7 separate regions of the Mus musculus genome follow, and regions 2, 3, 4, 5, 6 and 7 are each linked to region 1. Evidence: chromatin contacts called from public Hi-C, HiChIP or PLAC-seq and promoter capture Hi-C data. All regions are on one chromosome and are shown on one strand. The core of a region is the stretch at or near the end of the contact, and the rest is flanking DNA. Distances in the headings are between cores, read along the strand shown.

What was found. Hi-C and Micro-C count contacts between places; a contact is called where the count stands out from the background. HiChIP or PLAC-seq counts read pairs in DNA pulled down with a chosen protein or histone mark. Capture Hi-C pulls out chosen DNA fragments and counts their contacts.
Region 2: a contact with region 1 is called in a Hi-C map of CD8 T cells, with 6 times the contacts expected there. The contact joins the promoter of Lcmt2 here to the promoter of Mageb3 in region 1. A contact is called at or near these places in 3 of 484 Hi-C or Micro-C datasets (CD8 T cells, pro-B cells and uterus) and 1 of 115 datasets of contacts at active chromatin or transcription factors (astrocytes).
Region 3: a promoter capture Hi-C map of liver shows a contact between it and region 1. The contact joins the promoter of Slc30a4 here to the promoter of Mageb3 in region 1. A contact is called at or near these places in 1 of 39 promoter capture datasets (pre-B cells) and 2 of 9 other capture datasets (adipose tissue and liver).
Region 4: a contact with region 1 is called in a FOXA1 HiChIP or PLAC-seq map of pancreatic cancer cells. The contact joins the promoter of Trp53bp1 here to the promoter of Mageb3 in region 1. A contact is called at or near these places in 1 of 39 promoter capture datasets (pre-B cells), 2 of 484 Hi-C or Micro-C datasets (CD8 T cells and embryonic stem cells), 2 of 115 datasets of contacts at active chromatin or transcription factors (pancreatic cancer cells and stem cell-derived neural progenitor cells) and 1 of 9 other capture datasets (adipose tissue).
Region 5: a contact with region 1 is called in a promoter capture Hi-C map of liver, with 4 times the contacts expected there. The contact joins the promoter of Spata5l1 here to the promoter of Mageb3 in region 1. A contact is called at or near these places in 6 of 39 promoter capture datasets (the C10 cell line, frontonasal cranial neural crest, liver and 2 more), 1 of 484 Hi-C or Micro-C datasets (CD8 T cells) and 2 of 9 other capture datasets (adipose tissue and liver).
Region 6: a promoter capture Hi-C map of liver shows a contact between it and region 1, with 3 times the contacts expected there. The contact joins the promoter of Gatm here to the promoter of Mageb3 in region 1. A contact is called at or near these places in 3 of 39 promoter capture datasets (hippocampal neurons, liver and pre-B cells) and 2 of 9 other capture datasets (liver and pancreatic islet).
Region 7: a contact with region 1 is called in an HNF4G HiChIP or PLAC-seq map of pancreatic cancer cells. The contact joins the promoter of Ckmt1 here to the promoter of Mageb3 in region 1.

The regions. Positions count from the first base shown.
Region 1 is chr2:121,954,821-121,957,358 of GRCm38.p6, forward strand. It overlaps Mageb3 (melanoma antigen, family B, 3), which reads right to left and starts at 1,272. Exons shown (of 1, transcript NM_008545.2): 1 at 1-1,272. The coding sequence starts at 399. It overlaps Ctdspl2 (CTD (carboxy-terminal domain, RNA polymerase II, polypeptide A) small phosphatase like 2), which reads left to right and starts at 1,181. Exons shown (of 13, transcript NM_212450.4): 1 at 1,181-1,797.
Region 2 is chr2:121,139,430-121,141,967 of GRCm38.p6, forward strand. Lcmt2 (leucine carboxyl methyltransferase 2) reads right to left here and starts at 1,269. Exons shown (of 1, transcript NM_177846.3): 1 at 1-1,269. The coding sequence starts at 1,171. It also overlaps a transcript of Adal not described here.
Region 3 is chr2:122,701,398-122,703,935 of GRCm38.p6, forward strand. It overlaps Slc30a4 (solute carrier family 30 (zinc transporter), member 4), which reads right to left and starts at 1,266. Exons shown (of 7, transcript NM_011774.3): 1 at 633-1,266. The coding sequence starts at 1,023. It overlaps 4930417H01Rik (a long non-coding RNA gene), which reads left to right and starts at 1,242. Exons shown (of 5, transcript XR_866691.3): 1 at 1,242-1,587.
Region 4 is chr2:121,270,139-121,272,676 of GRCm38.p6, forward strand. Trp53bp1 (transformation related protein 53 binding protein 1) reads right to left here and starts at 1,269. Exons shown (of 28, transcript NM_013735.4): 1 at 1,134-1,269; 2 at 386-570; 3 at 81-171. The coding sequence starts at 1,140.
Region 5 is chr2:122,629,355-122,631,892 of GRCm38.p6, forward strand. It overlaps Spata5l1 (spermatogenesis associated 5-like 1), which reads left to right and starts at 1,271. Exons shown (of 3, transcript NM_001033256.4): 1 at 1,271-2,405. The coding sequence starts at 1,332.
Region 6 is chr2:122,610,012-122,612,549 of GRCm38.p6, forward strand. It overlaps Gatm (glycine amidinotransferase (L-arginine:glycine amidinotransferase)), which reads right to left and starts at 1,266. Exons shown (of 9, transcript NM_025961.5): 1 at 1,137-1,266. The coding sequence starts at 1,205.
Region 7 is chr2:121,357,338-121,359,875 of GRCm38.p6, forward strand. Ckmt1 (creatine kinase, mitochondrial 1, ubiquitous) reads left to right here and starts at 1,273. Exons shown (of 9, transcript NM_009897.3): 1 at 1,273-1,664; 2 at 2,242-2,440. The coding sequence starts at 1,513. Gm33947 (a long non-coding RNA gene) reads right to left here and starts at 1,482. Exons shown (of 2, transcript XR_374934.4): 1 at 845-1,482; 2 at 478-578.

The DNA of each region.
Region 1 (2,538 bases), core at 22-2,521:
GTTAACTACTGCCAGCATTTCACTTCTTGTAACTGCTTCTTTCATCTTAAATTTATCTAGCAGGAATTCTATCAGCACACTAGCCTTCCTCATGATAGGATCTTTCAGTGTGTGCTGAATGGAAGTCCCTGCCTGGGTGCCATCTGAACTTTTTGTATCAGGCAGGACAGTAGCATTTCTACCACCTATACCAGAGCCTGTGCAGGATACACCTGCACCAAAAGATCCAGGGTTTTTCACACCCTGAGGAGCAGAACCACCAGGGAAGCTGGACCCAGCACTCAGGTCAACAGGAGAAGACCCTGCTTCCTCTGCAGTGGGCTGAACTACTTGAACCTCCCTGCGTGACTGCTGTCGTTTAGCACGGGAGCGGCTCTTACTCTTTTGACCCCTAGGCATGTTGACTGTGCTCAGGACTGAAGTAGAAGAGCTGACAGGCAGGAATCAGGACTTCCGAACTCGTGGATCAAGCTCTTTTCTGCAAACCCTAGGATTGTTCTCTTCAGACTGGCGTCCAAGCCTCTCCTGTCTCAATCAGCATTTCTTATAGAATAATGAGATCAGCTTGGAATTTCAGTCAAAAGTGCTATCTAGACCAGTGTTTCTCAACTTGTGGGTTGCAACCCTTAAGAGGTCAAACCACAGGTTGAATAAGATCATGGGAAAACATATTTGCATTCCGATTCATGACACTAGCAAAATTACAGCCATGAAGTAACAACAAAGATAATTTTATGGTTGGTGGGGTCATCATACATGAGGAACTCTATTAAAAGCGTTTCAGCATCAAGAAGATTAAGAATCATCCAGATTCTAGATGGAGCCCACAGTCGTGTGTGAAAACCCATTTGAAAGACTCGAGTTTTAAGCGTACAGGATCACTGCCCACATCGCGAGGAAGGGAAGGGTTAAGAGTCTCCTTCATAGGTCCAAGGGCAACAGGGGCTCCCGCTAGCAAAGTGACCTAGGAAGAGAACCTCGGGGACACTCCGCGAACCTCCGAAAGCACCGGGACCAGGCTGGGTCTGGCCATCGGGAGCGCAAGGCACTGGCTCCCGCTCCAGCGCGCCAAGCCGTTAGCACCGCCCCTTCCCGCCGGCTCCACCCACCGCCGCCTAGTCGCTAACCCTGGCCGCTGGGTGCGCGGCGCGTTCTTAAACCCCGCCTCCCAGGCCAGGGCGCGCTCTCCTTGTCGCCCGGCTCTAGGCGGTTCCGTTAGCGGCGGGAGGGAAAACCGCCCCCGGCGTCCCCGCCTCCGCTGCTAACGCTTTCCTCCCTACTCCCCCTGCGACCACCCCGCAGCCCGCTACGGAGGCCCCCGAAGTACAAACGTCCCCCACGCTCCGAGCCCCATCGGAGGCTGAGTCCAGTCTAACTCCTCGGGCCCTAAGCTCATTTTTTTTTCATTGTTTTTTGTTGTTGTTGTTTCTTGTTTTTCTTTTGGTCAGGAATTCGCTCTGGTGAGTTCCCTAAGGCGGCAGAAACTTCAGCCTCTTCACGGTAGTAAAAGTTGGTTTCCCCTCCCCCGCTGCCGCCCAGGCCTCCCGCATTCCTTCCCTCCCGCCTCTCCGGATCGGGGCGGGCGGGGGAGGAGGGAGCCAGAGCGCCTGCGCAGGGAGGCCGCTTTCCATCCGGGTCCCTGTCCGTGCGGTGCAGCAGGTCGGTAGGCGGGAAATGGCGACTGGCTGAAGGAGCTGGTTCTGTTGCTGCTGAGGGATAAGCGGGAAAGACACCACCTATTGCGCAGTCGGGACCATCGCCGGAGCCCGAAGACACTTTTCTGTCGTCACAGTGAAGGTAATTCCCTTGGTCCAGACGCTGCCGTTGCTCCGAAGCTCAGTCCTCTCTCAGGGCCGTCTGCCGGGATCTCCTCCCCTTCTCTAGCCGAGCCCTCAGCGGTTCCAGCAACGTCCGTAGGCATGCACTGTTGGCGCCTTGTACGTCCACTGTCGTGGAAGCTGCTCTGGCTTGGACTTTCCCCAGGGAACGGCCAGGGAGCTCACTTCCCGCCAGCTTCAGCTCTTAGGCTGCGGCCTGTGTTGTGATTTCTGGGGTTAGATTTCACTTTGCTACCCACCCCCAACCCCATCTCACGTTCCCAGTCTCTGACCCCGTGGACCCGATAGCTAATTAAGTTAGATTGCCTTTTCGAACCTTCTTGTGGGCCCACGTAATGTTTTTGGTATTTCATTCTTGTAGGGTGCATTAGGGGGGCGTTGCTCTCTCTACTTGAGCTCTTACAGACATCCTTTGAGAATCTGGAAAGAGGTTCTTGGAGCTTCTGTCGTTTTCTGTACTGCTAAAATGTTGAGTTGACATTACTACTTTTTAAAGTCAAGTGTGGTAGTAAAAACCAGCGTGTGTAGGAGGCCTCTGATTTCCGTAGTGGTTAGTTAAGGGTGAATCTTAATTCTATTTAGCATGTTGTTTACGTTGGGTAAGTCCGTATGAGTTTACCTTTGCGTTCTTGACCAGGATTCTGTGATAAATAATTGCATAAATAAATAGTGTTTATTTACTTCTCGCCCTAGTGGTAGC
Region 2 (2,538 bases), core at 19-2,518, 820 kb before region 1:
CGTGAAACCTGCTCACTCGGCAGTGTCGTCCCTCTTGTTCTCCAAAGCCTCCTGCACTGAAAATAACGCCAGGGCTCAAGAGGGCAGAGGCGTGGCCATATCGCTTCAGGCTTGAGTGCTGGTGGTCACTAGTGACTACTCTGGCAGAAAGAAACCCTGAAGGCGAGGCAGGATCTATCTGAAAAGAAGCCTCTGAGGGCTCAAACACTGGAGTTTCTGACAGAATGTCTCCCCTAGATGCTGCCAGGATGAAATAATGTGAACACTTCAGATGCCACTCCTCATATTCATCAAAGGGTTCAAGCGTCTCAACCCGCTGGCGCTCTTCTGCCGAGAGAAGGCGGCGATAGAACTCGTTCAGGTCCAGGGCGCTGCAGGCAGTCCAGCCAGCTTGAAGGAAGCGCTGGCGCTGGGCCTTCACGACGGGAAACAGCTCCAGGCCATGCAAGGGTGAATGCAACCGCTGAAAGTGCTGCAGCATGATCTGCCCAAAGGCATCCCCCGGCTGCATCTGCTCATAGATCACGAAAAGGGCGTCGGGGAAACGCTGGGCGGCCCAGGCAATGAGGGCTGTGGCACTGGAGGGCTCCAAGTAGGTCAGCACCGCCTCGGCCAGGAGCAGCGTGGGAGAGGTGGCGTCCAGGCCGGCGCCATCCAGGGCCTCTCCTAATCGCTGGAGCTCCCGCAGGTCCGCGCCCAGGATGCGGTAGTCCGCGCTCTCGAAGCACAGAGATGACGCCGAGTCCCCGATCTTGAAAGGACCGGTCTGCGCACGCAGCTCCGGGGTCTCCTCGATCCTCTCCGCCTTGAGCCGAGACACGTCCGGGAAGTCCACCTCCCAGACGGCAGCTCGGGCCAGGAGGCCCGCCGCTTTCAGACGAAAATAAAGCGAGTCGGAGCCTGAGCCCAAGGACAGGATCTGGGCTCTGGTCCGGGACGGGAGCGCGCTAGTGAGTTCGAGGAAGGCGCGCACGCAGTGACGCACGGCGCGCGCGCGCACGTAATAGCCGCGGTGGATAAGCGGCGTGCGCCGCACGGGTCCCGGGACCAGCAGCGCCGCAAAGGGGTCGCGCACGTATCCGTGTGCGGCAAGCGATCGTTTGCTGAGGGAGCTGCTGTCGTTGGTGCTCTGGACCGTTCCCGCCCGGCGCTGGCGGCCTCGCGGGCCCATGACGAGAAGGTGCTCAGCAATACTGCACACAGAACACTTACCGAGCTCCCGCTCATCCGCTTCTGGGTGCGTCACTTCCGAGAAGACCGCTCTCTGCCAAAACCCGCGAGAGGTTTTTTGACCTTCCCCCCCCCCACCCCCCCTTTCCAAATTACGTTTTCCTGGGAACACGCCAGCTGCTTCGGTAACAGCTAGCGCTTGGAGAGCTCAAGTTACCTCTTTGTACAGGCATTTTCTGCAGGGAAAAAAAAAACTTGTGTAGATCCTCTTATTTGAGAACATTTTTAGGTGAATCGGAGGCTGACGACCTGATACCGGTTTGGTCCGGCAAAAGAGGACCAGCACCTCGGATCTTAAGCAATCCAGAGTAGATTGGTCCTTGCACAAAAGTAACAGTTGCTCCTTTATTGAGTGTTCTCGTTGCGAGGGAGAACTCATTTAGATCTTAAATTAGGCCATATGGAAAGTGAAGAAAGAGACCTTTACGGATAATTACTGATTATTATTAACCCACTGCCCCTGTACGTGCTGTTTATTCTCATGTAGTCTAAATTCTGTGCTAGGTCTACAGTGAGTAAGTATTCAGCATGTAAAAATGACACTCCCCTCCACTTCCAAGATTCTGTGATTCGTATGTGGTATTGAGTATGTCTGCTGAAAATCGCTATAGAAGAGATGTGATTATTCCCTGTGGCGTTGTTGTTTAAAGGAAGCAACCCAGGTTGGACTTTTAAAGTTTCTACATTTGATGCTTAGGAGATACCAGTAAGAAAGCACTCCCAGAGATGCGTAGAAACTTCATCATTTACTAATTTAGTGTCTGCTTGGATTAGGAAAGGAAATAGAAAGACTTGAAGAATGGTTAACTCAGAGCAGTAGTATGTAACGGCTGAGAGTATGAGTTCTGGAGTCCAACTGGATCAAGAAAAATTTTCTATGAAGATTTGGTTATTGGAAAATGTTTTAGGGTTAGGAACTCGTTAGTGGTCTTAGAAGAGCAGATTGTGTGGCAGAATGATTCAGTGCGTGCAAGATATGTTAATAAAGGCATCTAGTCGACCAGAAGGATCAGAGACAGGAGGCAGCAAATACTACCCTCCATCCAGAGACAGGATTTTCGCCTGACAGACCCAACCCATTTAAGGAAAGTGTTTGTGCGACGTAAATATGAAATAACATGTTTTCTTGTAAAAGCAAATTCGTGCTACATGTGTAAGCTAACCTGACCTACGCAGTAGATTAAAGGAGCCCAGAGTTAAAGGGACAGACGAACGCTGGATTTTTAGTTTTCGGGTGTTTTTTTTTTTCTTGTTCTTTTTTTTTTTTACTAGTCATTTCCCCATTGCAGACACACCTAAGTTAGCTTT
Region 3 (2,538 bases), core at 16-2,515, 750 kb after region 1:
AAAACCCTAGCTTCTGCAGCTGCCGGGGAGACCTCTAGCAAACTGTAGATACTCCTTTTAATAATGAACTTTTAATTAGTTGGCTGTATAGAGTTTTGTAAAGCCCTTGGCTATAAGCTCAAAAGGAAGCGGCATAAATAAGCATCAAATAACCAAAATGTAGACAGAGAGGAAAGTCTGGTACTGTGGATGGCTCTCTCTTTTCCCAATAAGATTCCTCATAATCTAATCCCTTCAGAACTTCTGTGTGAGAAAACAGAATGGTGTTCAGTAACATCCCTTAGTACTATAAAATTCTGATTCTAATCCATGTCAGAATTATTTTAGACGTTGAAAGATAAACCTGGCATTTTATCAGAATCTGTAAAAGGAGAAGTTACATGATATACAGTCAAGATAACACCCTAAACCCTACAGTAAAAGGCACTGTTTATGGGAGTTACAAGATATACCTGCAAGCTCTCAGTGGGCGCTCACGGGAACCGCACTTTGGAATCCCGTGTCCCTTTCCTATGGACCCACGAAAGTCTAGATACTCAGCAAACTTCCTGAAAACAAAGTTTCCACCTCAACTCCGGCGTAGCTAACAGCTGGACAAAGTCAAAGGCAAGCGAGTCGGCGACACAACTCACCTACAAGCTCTCCGATCATGAAAAGCAAGTAGAGGACGGCAGCGATGGTCAGCCTGGTCTTCACCTTCCTCTGCTTCAGCAACTCGCGTCGCTTGCTGCAGTTGTCACAGGGGTCCATTTTCAAACTCAGCTGACTGTTGGTTAAAGGTAAGTCCTGGTCCAATAAGGAGTCATCGTCGGCCTGGAGGGCCGGGTGCGCCCCGTTCACAGGCCTTTCCGGGGCTTCCGAGTCATCGTCGGCCACCACGACTCGAAGTTTATTAAAGCGCGAAAGCCCCTCGTCGCTCACCTCGTCCGAGAAGTCGAAGGCGCTGGTGTCATTTAAGAACAGCGGCGTGTCGTCTTTCCTCAGCAGGGATTTGAGGCGCTTCCACGCGCCGGGGCCGGCCATGGCAGCGGAGGGGCGGCCGGCGACTCCGCCTTCACCGGCGCTCGGGCTCCTCAGGGCAGCGCGGCGCGTCCCTGCCCATCGTGAGGAGAACGAGACCCCGCTCCTGTCGCCGCGCCCCGGCCGCGCGCCAGCTCCGGACTCGGCGGTGCTCGGCTACCTGCGGGCCGACGCCGCCGCGCATCCCCGCCCGGAGCTCGCGCTACTGCGACCCGGGCCAGGGACCGAGGCCGAGCCCCAGCCACTGCACCCGCCCGCCCCGTGCCGCTGGGAGGCCGGCCGCGGGGTCTGACAGGCCCGGCCTCCTCCGGCCCCTGAACGAGGCGGCGCGTGCGCCCGCGAGGCGCGAGGGGAGGGGTCGGCGCGGGCACGCAGGCCGCCGCTTGGGGGCGCGCCGAGGGGGCGTGGTCGCGCGTCGCCCCCTGCCCCCGCCCTCCCGGCCCCGCCTCTCGGGCTCTGAGGTCTTGTGCGCTCTGAGCCCCCGGGTGTGCCGCGGGAAGGTCCCCCCGGAGCTGGGTGTCACTGCTCTGAATTCCCTCCACTGGAGATGGGTCTCGGGAATCTCAGGTCCGATCTTGGTTATGGATGGTCCGTGGAAAATGTCCTTTAGTGCTTTCTTACCAAGTGGGAATCCTGGTAGCTTTTCTTCTACCCAATCGGCAAAAAATTGCCGATTATCTTGGTCAAAAGGCTAGGACAAGACTAGGATGGTCAGTAGTTCTATGGCTTGCTTTAAAGTTTCCTGTTTCTCAGCAAATATGTGTCTTCCTTCTGTGTTCACTGCTACGCTCCTTGGGCACAATTGTGTGAGCTTACTTTCCCTATGTTTCATCACATTCTCAAATGTCCTCAAGAAGCAAGATTAAAGGCAACACTGTTGGTAGAATTCATTTTAAAGTGTAAATCCTTGGCTTCCACCTTTCTTTCCTTTTGAGATCCTTAGGATCTAATCCAGGGGCTCATGCAAGTTAGACACGGGGCTACACCTGCATCTTGCCTGTGGTGTCCTGCAAGCTCCTACTTCCCCAGGGTTTACAAAGACAATATTTTAAAAAGTTTTTATATCTTACCAAAATTTCAGGTCACAAAAATACAATGAAAAAAATCACACGAGGCAATTTTAACGATTCTGTTGACACCTTAGAATCCGGTGCGAAAAGAAAGCCCTGGCTACTTCTGTATTCCAGAGTGATCCCTCAGTCCTAAGTTTTCCCCCAGAGCTGCAGTCATGAAAGCAAATTAGACCCTCCATGGTCCCGAGATCAGGAAGGGAAGGCTATTGCCTAGAATTTCATCAATCAGGACACGATGGTAATAGCCAAAGGGAGACAGCTTACGAGCCATTACATTCCTCGGCTCCAAATATCTTAGGAGTAGATTGTTCTGTTGTTTTTAATGTCCCATTTAACTGCCTACAATGTTTCAGGAGTGTCATCGGAGTCTCTTAAATGCAGCCTCAAGGTAGGAGGGATGTGAATGTTTCAAGAATAGTTGAAATAAAAGGATGGGTTGTTTGGG
Region 4 (2,538 bases), core at 19-2,518, 680 kb before region 1:
TAATCTCAACTGCATGTTTAAATCGTTCTGCCCCCACAGGACCTTAAACACTGCAGAGAGCCAAGCCTTCAACTGCTCACCTGAAGCTTTCTTTTCTTTCAGATGTTCATTGAATGAGCTATTACTGTCTCCTTGTTCTACAGCAGATTGTTCCGGATTTGATACAATATCCTAGAAAACATGAGCACATAAGATCCTCACAGTACACAAAGTAGTACAACAGGGACCTTTCTGTGGGTGAGAACACGTTGATTTCATTTTTCGTTCCCCACCAACTTTATCCAAAAGCTAACAATCAACTAAACACGTTAATTTTCTGGGTTAGTTTGGTGTAGGGGGGTCAGAAAAAAATAATAACTTGAACAGGGCATCATCACTCACTCACCAACACGGGGTTCTCTTTGTGCATCTGCAGATTAGGAAGGTGTCGAGATAGCACGCTGAAGTGAGAGCCTGCATCTTCTTCCAGAACCTGGCTTTCAGGCTGAGAATCTTCTATTATCAGGCAAGGAGTGTCTTGCTGAGAGAAATCTGAATCCAATTGACTTCCAGTAGGGTCCATCTGCTCCCCTGGAATGGAATAACAAAAGATCAGTTCGAAGAGTAACCCTATTGAGCTTTCCACACACAATCTGAGACTAAATAAAGGGGCGGAAGTGTGAGATCGAGAAAGGGACCATTCTAGGGCTACCCAGTAGCCCACATTTGCAATCGCTCTTAGCACTTTCTCAGCCATCTCCCCAGCCCTCATTTCTCCGTTATTTACCACCGCGCCTCTGGATCCTTCGATCTCCCCCTCCCTCCCTCCTTTCTCTTCACCTTCCCTCAGACACGCTTCCTTCCTCACCTCTTCTCCCCGCCCCTTTCCATCCCCCACACAACTCTCCCCGCGTTCTGACGCCACTGAGCCCCGGGAAGACCTCTTCGCAACCCCGGCGGGCGGGAAGCCCACGGCCCTCATGCGGCCTCAGGACCACCGCGGCGGCTGCCTCCCCACCCCCTCCCCGGCCCTCCAACCCCGTCCCCGTCACCGCCGCCATGCTTGCCACCCCGCCCCCTCCAGGCGGCCAGCCCTTCAAGCCCGCCACCCGGGCCTCTGCGGCCCGCTAGCTCGGCTCCGCTCGCAGCACTACCTGGCATCCCGGCGAGAGGTGCCTCGCGCTGGATCTAGAGGTTTCTGCACGCTGCCCAGGCCCCTCCAGGTCGATCCCCAGGTCGCCACTGTCGCCACCGCCGCCACTGGCCGCGAGCTCCCCCTTTTCCCGTCACGTCACGCAATATCGGATCGCCCATTCGCTGCTGTTGTCTGCCACTCAGGAAATCCTATGGATGATAGGTGGCTGAGGTGAAGTGCCCGCCCCCAGCGTAAGAAAAGGAACACGGCGGCGTGTTTCCATGGTAGCATGGACGTCGCAGGCCCTCCCCCTAATACAGCCAGCATGACAGTATCCTTGAACCGAAGGGACATTAAGAGGGCATGAAATAAAAACCCCTGCCTGAAGGACGGGGGTACTCACTACTCACACTTGAGGGCTTCGGCCCCTTCACTGACTTCCGTGGAAAAGGAGAGTCTCCTGGATTTTCAAAGAAAGGGCAAAGAGGAGGAGAATTGAGGAGAGCTAGTACTTCTGAAATGGTGAAATGGAAGAGAAGCCTCTGTGGGGTTTGCCAGTGTCGATCAGGATCCCATTTGTAGACCTCTGCCTGAATTTAAAGGCTTCCGTTTTCCCACTCTATGTCTCTGGCAGTTTTGATTTTGTTGTTTTATATTGTCTTCGTGTTCCCACTCCCTTTCAAGCTTCCCTATTTGTCTCTCTCTGCCCTTTCTTTTAGGGAATTGCAGCAGCCCCAGACGCTTTGCACCTCCCATTGAACGAACTGAGCATTGTAATCCTCAAACTAGAAGCAAAGAGAACAGCTGTCACCCCTACTAACTCAATGACCTAAAGGATCCAGGCCCAGAGATTTAATTATCCTAATCATGGTGTCAGGGTCTTATAAAGGGTGTGGCAGCTGTGACAACTATTAATGAACTGAGCTCAAGATACATATGTGGTTTCACTGTCATTTTAATTTAAAGAGCCGTTGGATCTGGGCTAGAATTCTAACCAAGCAGCTGTCAGGAGGGAAAGCACCTAGCACAGTGCCAAGAATATACATAGAAGGCATTAAAATGGAGGCGGTTTTCTCTACTCCAGACTCAGAATTATTTAGGCACAGCCCATACATGATTCTCAACTTCTATAAATGCCCAGTTTAGCACTTGAAATAAGCCAAGCTTAGAGAGGAGCATCCTACCAGCCAATCTCCTCTCTGCTGCTATAAATTACAGTGATCATATTCTCCTAACCCAAAAATCAAAGCATGTTGTCTTCATACGCATTACTTGTGGGAACAAAAGGATCAGCTTAAACGAAATCGCTCTGAAAATTTTAGGATCTATTGTTATAACTAAAATTCCAATCCTAGAATGTTTTACAAGTAGAGCAAAAATGACCCAAATCACAGAGACACATCTTACCTCTTAATCCTAAAATC
Region 5 (2,538 bases), core at 21-2,520, 670 kb after region 1:
TTTCTTTCTTTCTTTCTTTCTTTCTTTCTTTCTTTCTTTCTTTCTTTCTTTCTTTCTTTCTTTCTTTCTTTCTTTCTTTCTTTCTTTCTCTCTCTCTCTCTCTCTCTCTCTCTCTCTCTCTCTCTCTCTTTCTTTCTTTCTTTCTTTCTTTCTTTCGATACCTTTCTCCATTCTGTAGTTTAGGCTTGCCTAGACCTCACTAAGTAGCCCAGGTAGAACTATAAATTGTTCTAATCCTTATTTAGTCTCCCAAATGTTGTGATATAGGTATGAACCATCACAGCAAGCTTAGAATGGTTTCCTGCAAGATTGTAAGTATGATGAATTCAGATGTATGGATGACTGAAACAATACAATGAAAATGGTCTGACTCAGAGGAGCAGGATGGGTTAAGGCTGCCTGGGAAAGATAATCTATAGTTTTACTGAGAATGTGTGAATGAGTTGAGGGCCCAGAAACACAATCCCTTCCTGATATTTGTGACACAAGGAGGGGAGTGGCTGTTTTAGTGGGGATGCTGTATATTTCTTGGCCAAGGTCAGAGAACTTTATAGTTTGGCCCTGAACGGGATCAGCCTCTTTATGCAACACGAAAAAACATGTACTGTCCTCCACACCATATCCCCACTAACTTAGCCTCTACCCCTGTTTTAAATCAGTGCTGAAATCTGAAAGGTTAAGTTCACTCTAATTGCCTCAGTGGGCATCAGTTATGACTCTCAGCTGTACCTTTCATGCGACCATGGTCAAAATATGCAGAGAAAAACCTCTTAAGATCACCCTATTAAACTTCCGTTTCCTGGTCAGTTCTTTACCACAGCTATCCACACGCACGCTAGCTTTCACACACATCCCTTTACATATTGAAGATGGTTATTATGTCTTATTATTAATGTCTTCTTTCCCATTTCTAGACGCTCCAAGTCTTTGGAACGAGGATAAAAGATCTTTCATAAGATGCGAGTATCATGATTAATTTGGCGGGTATTTTATTTACACCTTGTTTATATCTGTAAGCACGTTACACCTTGTCAGCAGTTTGGGTTTTCTTTTTTTCCTTAAGAAATCTTTTTACTTCACAAAATGAAAACTCTTATGGCCTAATGGAGCAGCCGTATGTCTGTCAGATGCCAGCGGAGACCTTTTCATTGAGGCTCTTGGACCGACTACCGGGCGTCTGATGTTTATGGAGAGCCAGGCTTTTCTCACTTTCCCAGAAGTCCTTTCGACCGTCAATCAGAGGCTTGTTCCTTCTTGGCGCATGCGCGCCGCCTGCATCCGGCAGCCGGGTGGATTGCTGCCGGGCTTTCCCCGGCGTGGTTCCCCGAGTCATGGCTCCGGACTCGGGGCCCTTCCCCGACGGACAACTTTTGAAGCTGCTGCCGGTGGATCCCCGGGACCGGGACACCCAGCGCTGCCGCCTGGGGCCGGCCGCCTTCCGCAGCTTGGGTGCGCGCCTGGGCTCGCCGCTGAGGATCTCGTTGCCCGCCGGCGGCTGCTGCCTCTGCACGGCCTGGCCGCGGCGCGACAGGGTGGATGGCTTTGTGCAGCTGGACCCGCAGTGCGCTAGCCCCGGGGCCCGGGTGGCCACGGGGAGGATAGGTATGGACTGCTTGCAACCCGTGCCCTGTCCGCCCCTGCGGCGCCTAGAGGTGTGGCCGGTGCTGCGGCCCCAGGCGGGAGCCCCGAGTTCCGCCGCGGTGCTGGAGGTAGTGCACGAGCTGCTGCGCAACCGGCCTGTGTCTCGGGGACACGTGGTGACCACCCCGCCGGGTGTCCCCGGCCCTGTCGCAGCTCTGCACGTGATGGGCGGGACACCGGACCCAGAGCCCGGCGGGTGGGTCACACCGCATACCCGCATCACGCTCAGTGACAAGCCTCCGCCACAGGTCGAGCCTCCCGGGGAGGTGACCCTTGGGGGTCTGTCGGAGACCGCCGACTCCCTACGGGAGCTGCTCCGCCTGCCGCTGCGCTACCCGCTCGCCCTAGCCGCGCTGGGGCTGGCTGTGCCCCGCGGGGTGCTCCTGGCGGGCCCCCCGGGAGTGGGCAAGACCCAGTTAGTGCGGGCCGTGGCGCGCGAGACTGGCGCCGAGCTGCTGGCGGTGAGCGCCCCGGCGTTGCAGGGCTCCCGGCCCGGGGAGACCGAGGAGAACGTGCGGCGCATCTTCCAACGAGCCCAGGAGCTGGCCAGCCGCGGACCCAGCCTCCTCTTCCTGGACGAAGTGGATGCCCTGTGTCCCCGGAGAGGCGGCCCGCACCGAGCTCCCGAGAGCCGAGTGGTGGCCCAGGTGTTGACGCTGCTGGACGGCATCCACAGGGACAGGGAGTTTGTGGTTGTGGGAGCCACCAACCGGCCAGACGAGTTAGACCCAGCGCTTCGCAGGCCGGGCAGGTTTGACAGAGAGGTAAAGTTCCTGAAAGCTCGCCTTTTTGGAATGTTGGGTCAGGCAGGAGTTGTAGATCACTTGTCACATGCAAGCTAGAACCTGGGTTCAAATCGTTCTGGGAAGCAGGATGGTCATTTGCTTTGTTGAAGTA
Region 6 (2,538 bases), core at 16-2,515, 660 kb after region 1:
ATTAAAAAAAAAACCCACATAACTTTTTGTTGATGATAGACTGATTTTGTTTTTGTCATATGCTGTAATCTTTTAGAACTCCCAGAAAGATCTGGTTCCCAGCAACATGTTTCCCATATCTATCTCAAAGTTTTTGCAAACTAATTTTCAGAAACTTTCTTAGAAGATAGGCCATCCTCTTCCTCAAGGAAGTGCCCAGTAAGTACCGGCAATGTCCAACTGAAGGAGGAAGTCTTGCTTTTTCAGTTTGGAAGGTTACCAAAACGGAGTTCTTTTTACTGTAAATAACATGGGATCTGAAAAGACCTTATCTTTCAGAATAAGCAACCCCAACCTTTTTTTTAATCACTTTTTTTTTTCATTTCAAGTCAGAGATGACTGTCATGTGTACCATAAGGATTAACCCAGGCAGGCACAGAATGTAAACTTAAAAAGAGATCTAAGCATATTAAAAACCTTCTTTCTTTCTTCCTTCCTTCCTTCCTTCCTTCCTTCCTTCCTTCCTTCCTTCCTTCCTTCCTTCCTTCCTTTCTTTCTTTCTTTCTTTCTTTCTTTCTTTCTTTCTTTCTTTCTTTCTTTCTTTCTTTCTTTCTTTCTCTCTTTCTTTCTTTCTTCTTTTTAAGACAGGCCTGTATAACCTAGCGCAGGAAGATTCCCTTACCCACTCCCCCTGGCAAACCTCATCCCGCCCCCAAACTCTATCAGGCTGTTAAAAGTCCTCTAAGAAGGGAGCTAGAGGGACTCTTGGGTGGAGACCCAAAGCAAGAGAGCAAATGACAGCTGTTCAAGAACCAGCTGCTGGCAGAACTCATCTGCCAGAGCTATTCCTGTCAAGGAGCAAGGGAGGGTCTGCAGGCATGGGCTCGGATATCCCAAGGAAGCAGAGGGCCTGGCAGAGCAGCAGGTGGGGGACAGGATGGACTCATTCCAACTTCCCCGGTAAAGCCCAGGGATCCCAGAGTTTCAGCTGGAGCCGGCCTGTAGGCTCCGTCCATGCCCTCACATGCATCTTCCCAGAAAACGCCCTCACGGGCTACGGAACACAGACCACGCCACCCTGTTACCGGGGTGTCCAGTCTCCCTCTGGGTCCCCATCCTGCATCCCGCAGAGGTCCCGAGGCAGCGTAGGGACTCACCCGAGAGCCGATGTAGTGCACCGCCTCGGCACCTCGGCTGCCTCCGCGCAGACACCGCACCCGTAGCATCGCCCCGTCTCTGCTGCTCCGCGTGCACAAGGTCCTAGTCGCCAAGCTCGCGCCAGCTCCCAGCCTGCGGCCGCGCGCGCTGCTTTTGTAGCCGCGCCCAGGGCCTGGCCCATTGGCTGCCAGGAACAGGTGGCCTCGGCGTCCGTGGGTCACGTCCCGGGGCTGGCCCTTTTTTTTTTTTTTTTTTAGCTCGTGCCTCCCGTACTGGCTCAGGTCAGCGGCGGCGAAGACCCATGAAGAGGCTACCCAATGCCTAGCAGGGATGATGGTTCCTTAGTCTCTCTTGTTGGAAGTCCATTTTTCAACCTGAATGTGTAAACCCCAAGGCCAGTCTTAGTCCATGGGCCACTGAGTGGAACGGCCCCGAGTTAGCTTCCAAGTTTGTCGACCTGAGCCTATGTGGTGGTGGTCTTTAGAACACTGGTGGTCTTTGGCTAGGTGCTCCTGCTTTGAGAAACTCAGTTATGAAAACAGGCAGATAATAATAAGTCAAAAGTAATAAGGAGTGGGGGAGCTACAGTTAGCTTCTGCTTCTGAGGCACATCTTAAAAGGTTTCTTTCAATATGACTTGGGTGCTTGATTACAAAGTAGTTCCCTTAACTGGATTTGTAGAACTAAAACTAGAGAACTCAAATAGACACATCACTTCCTAGCAGAAGGGGCAGATTTGAGTACTTCTTGCCTGGCTGTGTCGTCCAGTCTGGCTTCCGGCCCTCCATTCTCCTGGATCCCGCGATTATAGGCTTGTATGATGAGCACCCCCCACCCCCCTGCCGGCTTCTCTGTGTTGTGTTTTCTAGAAACTGAGAACGGTGACATTGATAGTCCCTGGTCCACGAGCTAACCAGAGACCAAAATAAACGGTGCCGGTAAAGTCTAGGCAACTCTTAAGAGTCGTATGATTACGAGGTAATACTCAACAAAGAGGTCTCAAGGTCCTGATATGGTGAAGGGAGCCAGTGAGTCTAGGTTCCTATCTTAGCTCTGTTCTTAAAATGCTGTGTGGCTTGGAAGCACAACCCTGGACCTTTCTATCAAAGGCTCGCTCCTTCTGCTAGTGAGGGCTTCGGGGAATCTGAAGAATTTCTCAAAACTTAAAACTTTTACCCAATAGATGAACTCAATCAACTCTGGGGACTATGTCTTTGGGTGTACTTAGGGTGACCAGAGATGTACCCTTCTCAGTGAAGGGATTTAAAAAGATGGTTAAGGTTCAGGATATAGCTTAGTAGAAGAGTGCTCTCACTCACCTTGTATTTAAAAGCAGCCAAACAACCGAACCAACCAAACCAGCCAAAACAAACCTCACCACAAACCTTGTAAGAGCCAGCA
Region 7 (2,538 bases), core at 23-2,522, 600 kb before region 1:
AATATCTTACTGTCTTCTGGAACATCAGGAAGCTGAAGGTAGACATATTAATGGCAATATGTCTGCTTTGCTTTGGCTGGCCCTCCGCACCCAAACCTCAGGTCTCTATCTCAGCTTCAGCTTTCATTCCCCTTCCTGCACTAATAAAAGTCAAGTTGCTCCTAGCCCAGCACGTAGCTGTGGAAACAAACCCTCTTGAGTCTGAGTATGCACTTCGCAAAAGAGAGAGCGGACCAGGAAGAAGACAGAGACTCCCTGATGACCTTATGCCCTTGGATACTACCAGCCTTCACACTCCAGATTAAACTGCCTTAGCAAGCCAAGAGAGGAAGCACGAGTGGTTCGGGAGACCTGTGCCTGCCTGTTCCATTCCACACCCAGTCATCTCACCACACCCTCCTCCTCTCTTTATATTCCCCCTCCAGTCCAGGAACTGCCAGCTGCAGAGAAGAAGGAAGAGAAGGAAGAAGAAACTCACCATTCCCTGCCCAACCCCAGCCCCACACCCAGAGCAATCAACAGGTAGGCTTTCAGACACTACTCAGGAAGAGTCCTTCGAACAGCAAACAGATTTAAGCCTGGAAAAGAAGAAGAGAAATAAAAGATCAAAGGTGAAGCAGGGGTTAGAGTAGAGGAAAAAAAGAAAAAAAAAGCAGGTCCCCAATGAGAGGCAGGAAATAGCCAAGCTGAAGACTTGGAGGCAGTGAGTTTGGGAGACAGAATAGACAGGATAAGAGCCAATAGCTTTCTGATTCTTAAGGGATCCTTTCTCAATCTTATTAGGAAAGCATAGGTGTAGCTGGGAGTTCCCTGGTGCTCTTCCTGGTTCTTAGGGGAAGGTGACCTTGAGGCTGTGCTGTCTTTCCCCTGAGCTCGCTCAGTCTTCCTCCTCTATCTGTTTATTCTGTGGTTTTCCTGCGGCTGACTCTCCTGGGGAAAATGGAGAGATGGCGTGCAGATCGAATTCAGAAAAGAGGCTGGGCAATGTCAACCTCCCCACCCCCACCCCTAAAACCCAGAAAATAGACGGATTGGGTTTCAGATTTAAACAGAGAGGGTATGAAAGAAGGGGGGTTTCAGGTTCGGGAATCCCTGTGGTGCTGTCCTCTACTTAGTGCTGAAATCTGACCACCCTCATCCTTGGTGGGCGTCTGTCTCCAGCCTCAGGGAGTAAATCTCCGGTCTTCTTAATTACCTGGCTAGTGCTACCCAACCCCACCCCCGCACACCTAGCGCGGTGGCAGGCGGGAAGGCGGAGCCTGAGTGAGCCCCACCCCTGGAGACTGCGGCTGGGGCCTCCCTCTGCTCTGGCTGGCTCCTTGCTTCGCTGCGCTTCTCCTGCAGCCTGGTAGGCACCGGCTGCCACTTCAGCTTCAGCCTTCATCGTGACCCCTATTTTGGCTCCAGTCTCCGACCCAGCTCCGTCCTCTCTCTACCCGGTTGCATCTTCCCTCCTAGTTCCTGACTTGCGCCAGATCCTGCTCTGAATCTTTGTAGCCGCATCCCCAAGCCATGGCTGGTCCCTTCTCCCGTCTGCTGTCTGCCCGCCCTGGACTCAGGCTCCTGGCTTTGGCTGGAGCTGGGTCTCTCACCGCCGGGATTCTGCTCCGCCCGGAATCTGTAGGAGCTGCCGCTGCTGAACGGAGGAGACTGTATCCCCCGAGGTATTAGAGCCTGAGATGCACGAGGTGGGGGCTGGGGGTGGTAGTGGTGGTGATGGGAACCGAACAGGTAGAGAGGATAACCTGAGCAAAAGATAGGCCTCGAAGATGGATTTCCTGTACAGTTTGGAGATCCTAGCCCTGTAATGGAAGAACATGTCTAAGGACATGTCACCCGATGTCACTGCCTCCACACCAGCTTTACCTTTGCAAATTCTAGGTTCACCCACTGCCCAAATCCTTTTTGGATGACTAGAAGCTTTTTTTTTTTTTTTTAATCTCGACCTATTCTCCTTGTTCTCCCGAATTCTCCTGAGTCTCTCCCCTCCCCCATCTCTAATGTTATGCTCACTAGAGAAAAGCAACTCTGTAGACAAGGGGGAATTGAGGTGTTAGAACTATTAGGAAAGAAAAGACCCTGGAAATCCCTGAAGAGATTATCAAGATTTAGCCTACCTCTAATTCCCCCTCCTTCCAATAAGCAAAGCCAGACATGGCTCACTGGACAGCTCCCAGCTGACATCAGTAGGTCTAGGCTCCTGTGCCCTCCCTCCATGGTTACTGGGTACCCCCTTCCCAGCGCTGAGTACCCAGACCTCCGAAAGCACAACAACTGCATGGCCAGTCACCTGACCCCAGCAGTCTATGCACGGCTCTGCGACAAGACCACACCCACTGGTTGGACACTAGATCAGTGCATCCAGACTGGAGTGGACAACCCTGGCCACCCCTTCATCAAGACTGTGGGCATGGTGGCTGGAGATGAGGAGACCTATGAGGTAGGGGGCCCCTCAGAAATCCCAGTTCCTTCCTCCTAAAGATCCCTCATGTCTGTTCCCTCAAGACTCTGGATTGTCTATACTCAAACGTTCTGATC